2 separate regions of the Mus musculus genome follow, and region 2 is linked to region 1. A link is a contact called in public promoter capture Hi-C data. All regions are on one chromosome and are shown on one strand. Each heading gives the region's core, a stretch centred on a gene start, on an enhancer-like site or on the middle of the called end of the contact. The rest is flanking DNA. Distances are from core to core; before and after follow the strand shown.

The links. Capture Hi-C pulls out chosen DNA fragments and counts their contacts.
Region 2: a contact with region 1 is called in a promoter capture Hi-C map of adipose tissue. The contact joins two enhancer-like sites. A contact is called at or near these places in 1 of 484 Hi-C or Micro-C datasets (nephron progenitors), 1 of 115 datasets of contacts at active chromatin or transcription factors (embryonic stem cells) and 1 of 9 other capture datasets (adipose tissue).

Annotation. Positions count from the first base shown.
Region 1 is chr4:123,477,210-123,481,355 of GRCm38.p6, reverse strand. It overlaps Macf1 (microtubule-actin crosslinking factor 1), which reads left to right. Exons shown (of 98, transcript NM_001199136.1): 35 at 1,034-1,169. Among named protein-coding and RNA genes, the nearest start is that of D830031N03Rik, 67 kb to the right of the region's middle. Within about 2 kb of position 2,110, at least 23 of the 459 cell types and tissues checked have an H3K27ac peak or open chromatin away from gene starts, as enhancers often do. A contact at or near this core is called in adipose tissue, where this site is marked.
Region 2 is chr4:123,633,444-123,637,589 of GRCm38.p6, reverse strand. All of the region lies in intron 1 of Macf1 (microtubule-actin crosslinking factor 1), which reads left to right. Among named protein-coding and RNA genes, the nearest start is that of Mir6398, 19 kb to the right of the region's middle. Within about 2 kb of position 1,954, at least 29 of the 459 cell types and tissues checked have an H3K27ac peak or open chromatin away from gene starts, as enhancers often do. A contact at or near this core is called in adipose tissue, where this site is marked.

The DNA.
Region 1 (4,146 bases), core at 861-3,360:
TCAAAGGATGTATCTGGCATCATGTGGGATCTTAGAGATTTGGTTTTTATCTAATTAATGAGTGGACAGGCAAGAATAATATTAAGGACCTGATTAAGAAAATCCATTGCAGGGTTTAGATGCCAGAGATAAACTGAAGATAAATAGAGAAAATGATAGGCTCAGAGCAATTTGAAGAGTCAAGGAAGGCTTGGGGGAATCTCAATCAGTTTGTAGGAAACTCTAACATAGTTCATTCTCGGAATTAATATGGGGGAGGCAACCAACTTTTAGGTTTCACCAGATTCAAGAGGTGAACCTCTAGGAAGACAGGAAATAAATAGCTCTGGTGACAAACCCATGGTGATATTAGGTGACAGTATCTGTTTCCAGCCTAAAGCAAAGGTGGTTGAATAGTAAAACTTGGAGTTAAGTAAGCATTGCACGATGGTAATCCCATCATAGGAAGCTAACCCAGAAGGGTCACCAGCTGAAGCTCACCCAGCCTGGGCTACATAAAGACCTGATCTCTTAAAAACAACCCAAACCAAACAAAAATGGCTAAGATTGGGAGAGGAGACAAGGGAAAAGGGGTGTGATGAACAATGTGCTCACCAAATACATCCACATACAAAGGCTTTAAAATAAGTTAAAGATGACTAGGTAGGTGATAGCTAAGTGAGATTTATAATTTGTTTAAAATGAGAATATCTGTGGAAGGAGTAAAGACATATAAAATAAAACTATATCATGCATTTTTAGATCTAATAATTTAACTGAACAATGAATTTATATTATTTCAGCATCCAAATTTGTGGTATATGAGTAAGGCTAAGAAAGCAAGGAGGTCATTTTGATTATAGTTGCAGCACTATGAGCATAGCGTTATATAGCATTGACATCACTAAGAATCATGGAATATGTGTGAGATGCCAAAGTTCAGTATAAGAGACTGGATGTATTCAGATAATCCATTCATGGCAACAATAGAGCAGTTTTGAATATAGTTTGGAGAGTTCTTGCCTTGAGAGAAATCTAATGCTTCGTCCTTCAGGCTTTCAGAAGGAGAGAAGGAACAGATCTCTGAGCAGTTGCGTGTGCTGAACAAGACTTACCATGACCTTTGTGATGGTTCTGCAAACCAACTCCAGCAGCTCCAAAGCGAGTTGGCTCAGCAGACGGAACAAAAGGTATTTTTACTTTTTGGCTCCATATATTATGGAAGCCTTTTAAGTGGTATGAAAGTGGCTTTGCTGATTGAGAGTCATGTTCACTAGCTTGCCATGACCAATGTGACTTAATATTTAACCTCACCTTAGCAGCCATTTGTCATGTGTTTCTTTACTGGGGTTCCATGATGTGTTGGTCAGTCAAAAATATCAGAGGGCATTTATAGCAAACCCTCTGTTTCTGGTCCACTCCCACCTCCACCCACATTTTACCATTGCATATTGGAAAACAGTTAATGAGAATTTAAATTCTGTATTTGTATCTGATCACAGGTCACTAAGATTTTACTCCTTTGAGACATTGTCACCCAAGAGTTGATAGCCAAGGGTTGTGGATATTGGCAAGAACATGCTTATAACCCTCTTCCTTCTGTAGCGTGACCAGGGAGAGTGAACTTCACTGACTGAGACGCTGGTTCCCCTCACCATCCATGGCCATCCTGTCACATAGCACATTACCAGTTCTCACCTCACCTTCACTTTTGTACCACATGGAAGTCATTATAGTTGCTGTCGATTGTCTTAAGTTGTTTCTGGATATTTGTGTGTGTGTGTGCATTTAACCAAGTTATATACATGTGTCTCTGGGATATACAGTGTGTTTGCCTGCTTATTTCCTATGTTGTGAAGCAATGGCCAGTTTATGTGGAGACAGCTAACATGGTAAATCATATTTGGTCTATATGATTCAAAAAATGACTATTCAAAACAAAATATACTTGATTCTGAAAAATGGATATAAATTATAAGTTCATAAAGTCTACAGGATAGAAGCAGTCCTGCTTTGATAATACATTTCCAGGAAATGTGTGCTGGTGAGGAATTTTCAGTGTAAAGCAGCCCACTCTAGTGGCTGTTGCTTCACCATATAAGGGAGTATGTGAAAGTTTTAACAATTGCTTGCTGAGAACATCCAGTTCTCATTTTGAAAAGTTAAAGAGGGATGGGAGGGGGAAGAGAAGGACAGGACAAGCTGCTGAGCACCACTACATTGAGCATGATGTGTCCCTGTACTGTGTGTGTTTCATGTAAAGTATTGTTCTGATTAACTGACATCCTTGCTTACAAGTTTCACTAACCCTTTGGAGTTTAAGCACAAATGCACAAAGGGAAAAGAGGACGACCTGTTTGGGGTTCTTTTTTGCAAAAAAAACAAACAGTCGCATGCTGGACGCTAACACCAAGCTTACACTGTGTATGTGATACGGCTGAGCTGCTCCATAAGGCTCTATTTCCTATCTGCCTGAGGCGTGCTCTGCAGTGTGGGTAAGTAGACGCCTTTTATTTTCTTTCCTTTTCTCCCTGTCTTTTACTGCTCATCTAGGTCACAATGTCCATGTTTGGTAGACTGGATTTCTCTGGATTACGTCCCAGTGCAGTGCTGCCTGTCTAGCCTTCAGTTATGAGGGTGTTAGAAGGAATTCTGAAGGCTTTTCTCTTTGGCTCAATTCCAGGCTTCCCCCCCCCCCCCCGCCCCAATGTCAGCATTTTTGCAATTATAACTCTTACAGAAGAAATTACAATAGTCTTCCCTTTTGTTATAACAGGCTTTATATGGATTTCTTTCTTTCTTTCTTTCTTTCTTTCTTTCTTTCTTTCTTTCTTTCTTTCTTTCTTTCTTTTTTCTTTTTGGTTTTTTGAGGTAGGCCCTGGAACTTGGTCTATAAACCAGAATGGCCTTGAATTTAGAGATCCCACGTACCCAGCTTATATATTTGTAAACAATCATACACCAATGATCAATTTTTTCAATCTCTATAAAATAGACACATAGTAGATCTGTATGGTATGTGTGTTTCATTTATATAAATTGAACCCTGTAATACAGAAATTAAAGATGGAAGAGAATGGCAAATAATATACTTTGTAGCATGGAGAATTATGCCATTAATTGAGCATATACAATGAAATGGAGAAATGAGCCAAGTCCCTCTTTGCTATCCAATCTTCATTCTTATATACAGTCCTCATGCTTGAAATCCTTGTTCAGTCTTTAAAGTTGAAGCTATGGCCTAATAGTGTTAAAGGTGTTCTTATATGTTATCTATTTATTCATTTACTGGTCATTGTATTGCAGATACTGTTCCTATACACACAGAGAAAAACTATTCTTTCAATATAGTTTCCCTCTGAATGAGAATAGAAACAAAGTGTACTTGTTAGTAGACAGGGAACTGGTTGACAGTTAAGTCTAGATCATGAAGAGTAAGTTATGAAGTTTTTGGGTTTTTTTAAGTTATGAATTTTTAAAAATCCAAAATAATACTGCCCTTATTAGAGAGATAATGACTGAAGGGCATAGTGGTGTCTGCCCTTAGTCGCATCACTCTGGAGGCAGAGGCAGGAGTCTGCTGCCGGGCAATTTGAGGCCAGCCTGCTCCACATAGTTTATACCAGGACAGTCAGAGTTTCATAGTGAGACCCTGTCTCAGAAAACAAACAAACAAAAGGAAAAAGAGCTGTAAACAGAGCCCAATGTAAGTGATCGCACAGTTAAGTGGCTAAACTCTTTAAGTGGTTTGAAATCTGAAAGAAAAGGCTTTAAATTGAGAATTCTTCAGGTGATTCTAGAACTTACAAAGGTAATTTTAACAATGTATAAGGTTTACCTTATTCCCTGAATTTAGAAACCAACTACTATTTAAGGTGTGACTTTACTGTTTCATACTTCCCAGAACTATCCAGAGAGACAATATAATAGCAAAAGATTTGAGACCAGGTTAGTTTCTGGAACTCACTTGTTTTGTTACCTTGGTCAAGTTAGCTCTCATGTTCTTACCTGCAAACTAAGATTAATCTTTTTTTTTTAAAGATTTTTTCTTAATTTTACGTATATGAGTACACCATTGCTCTCTTCAGATACACCTGAAGACAGCATCAGACCCCATTGCAGATGGTTGTGAGCCACCATGTGGTTGCTGGGAATTGAACTCAGGAC
Region 2 (4,146 bases), core at 705-3,204, 160 kb before region 1:
GTTCTATTTCCATTTTGCCTAGCCTAGTGCCCTATATTCAGCAAGTATTCATTCAAATGTTGATGCGATTAGATTTCGTTAGTACTTCACACCCTTTTAAAGAAAGGTGCCTAGAACTGGAAGCCTAAAGGAGCACTGAGCTGGCTGACATCATCTTGGCTGTCTGACAGGACTGGGTGTGTGCTCGAGAGGTGTGTCGGCAGAGGAAATACCTGTGCTTCAGGTTGTGCTTCCTCCTCTGCTGTAGCGACTCCTGCGAGTCAGGGGAGAGAGACAGTAGTGTAGGAGGAGGCTTGGAAAGGGAATGGATGGGAGGGTACCACATTGTTAGACCTGGGGATTTGGCTTTATTAAAACCATAAATAAAGGGATGGTGTAATGCAGAGAAGAGCTTAGAACCAGTAGGCTAATTTGACAAACTGGCTTCTCTGGTGTAAACCAGTTATTAATTGCCATTTATTATTACTATTTGCAATAAAACTGTACCACCCAGCCACTTACTTTCTTTCTCATTAGAGTGAGTCCGGAGAAAAAGCTTGAGTTTTAAATAGGGAATAGAAGAGAGGCAACATAGTCAATATGCACAGGGAATAGTGATATTTCTTTCACTTTTCTTTCTTTTTTCTTTTTTTTGGTTTTTCGAGACAGGGTTTCTCTGTGTAGCCCTGGCTGTCCTGGAACTCACTTTGTAGACCAGGCTGGCCTCGAACTCAGAAATCCACCTGCCTCTGCCTCCAGAGTGCTGGGATTAAAGGCGTGCGCTACCACGCCCGGCTTCTTTCACTTTTCTTAACCTGCCCTAGACCTTAGGGGCAACCAAGACCCCTTACATCCAGCAATATGATTTGGTAATGATAGTTCTTGGTTTTAGTCTGCCATTTCCATTTGCCCTGTCTTCCCAGTATCCTCCCACCATGCACACTAAATGGACCAGCACTTCTATCCCTGAGGACCAGGTATTCAGTGGGCACCTGGGTTTATCTATATTTATATAATATATATTAGATTGAGTCTATTCTGCCTTTCCACTTTCTCTCTTTCTCTCAGATGGTAGGAAGGTAGAGAAAATAGCCTGTGATAATTGTAACACCTATTCTGGGTGTCCTAATAAGATGTTCTACTCTTGTTGCTAGAGAGATCTCACTGGTTTTCCTTCTTTTACTAGTGCTGACCCAGAGAAAGTAGTTAGTGTGTTTGATTCCCCACTGCTCAATAGTGGATATCTAGTTATCAGAAGATAAGACTTAGTGATGCTTTGCACAAAGTATAAATATAATCAAGACCCTTATAACATTTCTAATGACTGAGCTTTGGGGTTTTGTTTTGTTTTTTAAGACTTGTTTATTTATTGATTTATGTATGTGAGTACACTGTGGCTGTACAGATGGTTGTGAGCCTTCATGTGGTGGTTGGGAATTGAATTTAGGACCTCTGCTGGCTACAGTTAGCCTCGCTCGCTCGCTCTGGTCGGCCCTGCTCACTTTCTGCTCTCTGCTTGCTCTGGCCCAAGGATTTATTTATTATTATAAATAAGTACACTGTTGCTGTGTTCAGACACACCAGAAGAGGGCATCAGATCTCATTATGGGTGGTTGTGAGCCACCATGTGGATGCTGGGATTTGAACTCAGGACCTTTGGAAGAGCAGTCAGTACTCTTACCCGCTGAGCCATCTCACCAGCCCTGGGTTTTGTTTTTAAAAATACATTAAAAAAATATGTTGTTTTACGTTAGATGCCTCTGCATGATTAAGCTGCTGTTTAACCTAGTGGGAAGAACAAAACTAAATGACAGTTACTGAGACTGTCATGGAGAGAAGTTTGGTCCCTGGGAATAATGTGGGTTTTAATGTCTGCTCCTTTCTCTTCAAATAAACCCTCCTACACGTCCAGTCTCTGGCCCTGGGAGGGGCAGACAATAGGGATTGTTCAAGTCAGGCTTTCTGGGTGTGGGCTTGTGGAACTTCCTCTGAAGGCTGACTCAAGAGTTTTCTTCCCTTGTGGAGCTGTTCCTGTTCTTACATGCTGTGCTAATTGACAGCCTTGGAACTGTGGGCAGCATCATTTGGATGTGTTAAGTTGGGAATGAGGAAGGTAGACTATTTTCAGAGATCCTTGATTGAAAGGTTCCTTTCTCTGGGTAAAACTGGTATCCCTAGAACCTGTATTCTTTCTTTTTGATGATACCCATCCTACTGAATGACAATTGTTTACTTTTTTGTGCTCTGCAAGAGTCTGTGCGTGTTGAGAGCTGGGATGGCATATCATTCATCTTTGTGTTCATGGTTAGCAAGAATTCATAAATGTATGCCAAAAAGCTGCATGTTGTATCACACATCTTTAATTCCAGCACTTGGAAAGTAGAATCAAGCCAGCTAGCGATATATGGCGAGATCTTGTCTAAAAAAACAAACAAGTGAGTTGGATGGTGCTTGTGCATGCCTTTAATCCCAGCACTGGGAGGCAGAGGCAGGTCCATCTCTGAGTTCTCTGAGATCTGGTCTACAGAGCAAGTTCCTGGTCTGCCCTTGTAATCCTGAACTTTGGAGGTAGAGGCAGAAAGATTGGGAGTTCAAGGTTATTCTTAGCTATAATAAGTTTGAGGCCAGTCTGAGATATAGTGAGATCTTGTTTCAAAAAACAAACCAACAATTGAATGACTAAATAAATGTCGAATTGAATAATGGAGGGATGCTTTATGTGTGTGGACAGCAGGCAGGTAAATGTGTATACCAAAATAAGAGATATTAGGAGAAAGGGGAGATAAGGCATTTGGAGGGAGAAGGCATTTTGTTTGTTTGTTAGGTGGGATGAGTTTTTTGAGAATCCATTGTGCGGTTCTGTTTTCATGGAAGACCTGTAGTAGTTGACGAGTGCTCCCTCCCTGTAGCTTGGCTTTAGTGACTGTGACCTTCTTTGTAGTGTAGCTGATGACCTTGGATAAGGCTTCTTGTGACTTTGACCTTTGTAGCATGGACAAAACGTAATTCTTCTCAACAGAGAATAGCCTTCAGGAGAGGGAGGGGCCAGTAGTATGTCTGGTTGGGGGAAAGCCAACTCTGTACCCTTGTAGCTAGGCACTGGGGAAAGACAGCTATCATTACAATGATTACTTTTGGCAGACAAGACATTTTCAGTCAGCTTCTCTGGCTTGTACCACACACCCAGTTACAGCAAGACAAGTATTGGGGTCACCTGTCGCTGTTGGCAAATGTTCTTTGTGTCTCTGTAGGTATTTTGCAAGCATTACTTTTGGGTTCTTTTCCTTTTGTTCATCAGCAAAAATTAGGATATTTGTGGAATGTGGTTCTGGTTGGCATTAGAGCATCAGGGTGCTTTCTTTTGCCCATAACAAGATGGCTTGATTCAAGAGCAGCTAGGTTTTGTCCCTGTGTTCCAGATGGGTGCAGCCCAGAGGAACAGTCAGCGTTCCCTGAGCTTGGTTTGGACCCCGATGAGCAGATCTCCTGTCTCTATGAGGATGTAATGTGGTGTGGTTCTTCCCCTTCCTTCGGAAAGACATGGATTTTTTTTCTATTTCCTGTCGATAGCATATTTTGTTGTATACCAGGAGACACTTGGTGACTATAAATCAGTTGGGCCTTGGGTGGGAAGGAAGGAGGTTGCTTTTGTTTTCAGCAGAAGTTTTCATTTGAGGAATTAAAAAAAAAAAAAAAAAAGAGTAAGTCTGAGCTTCCTGTCCTCTTTGAAGAGTTACAGACATAAGAGGATTGTTTTAAATCCCTTTCCTGGGCTGTGCCTACTTGACCTGTGGTGTTGGATCTCTTCATTCTCTGACTTAGGCCATAACAGCTCAGTTCCTTGCAGTGACCTACAGGCTCCATGCTTGCCTCATTCCCTCAGCAGTCTTTTTTTGTATTCCAACCTACTGGGAAGCAACGGTTAGACCTTGTTGGAAGTGACACCACCTTTGGAATGGACCCTGGCAGGATGTCCCTTGCCTTGACCGAGGGACACAAATTCCTTTGGAATCTGGCTGTCCAGATTTCCTGTCTGCTCTTCTGCAGCTGACCTTGCAGCTTCCTTCCCCTGAGGGGATGTGAGCTGCTGTTAACAAGCAGCGCCACCTGTGGGCCTGCAGGGTCACTCAGGTTTTCCTGACCAAGAGCCACCTATCCAGTCTGGCC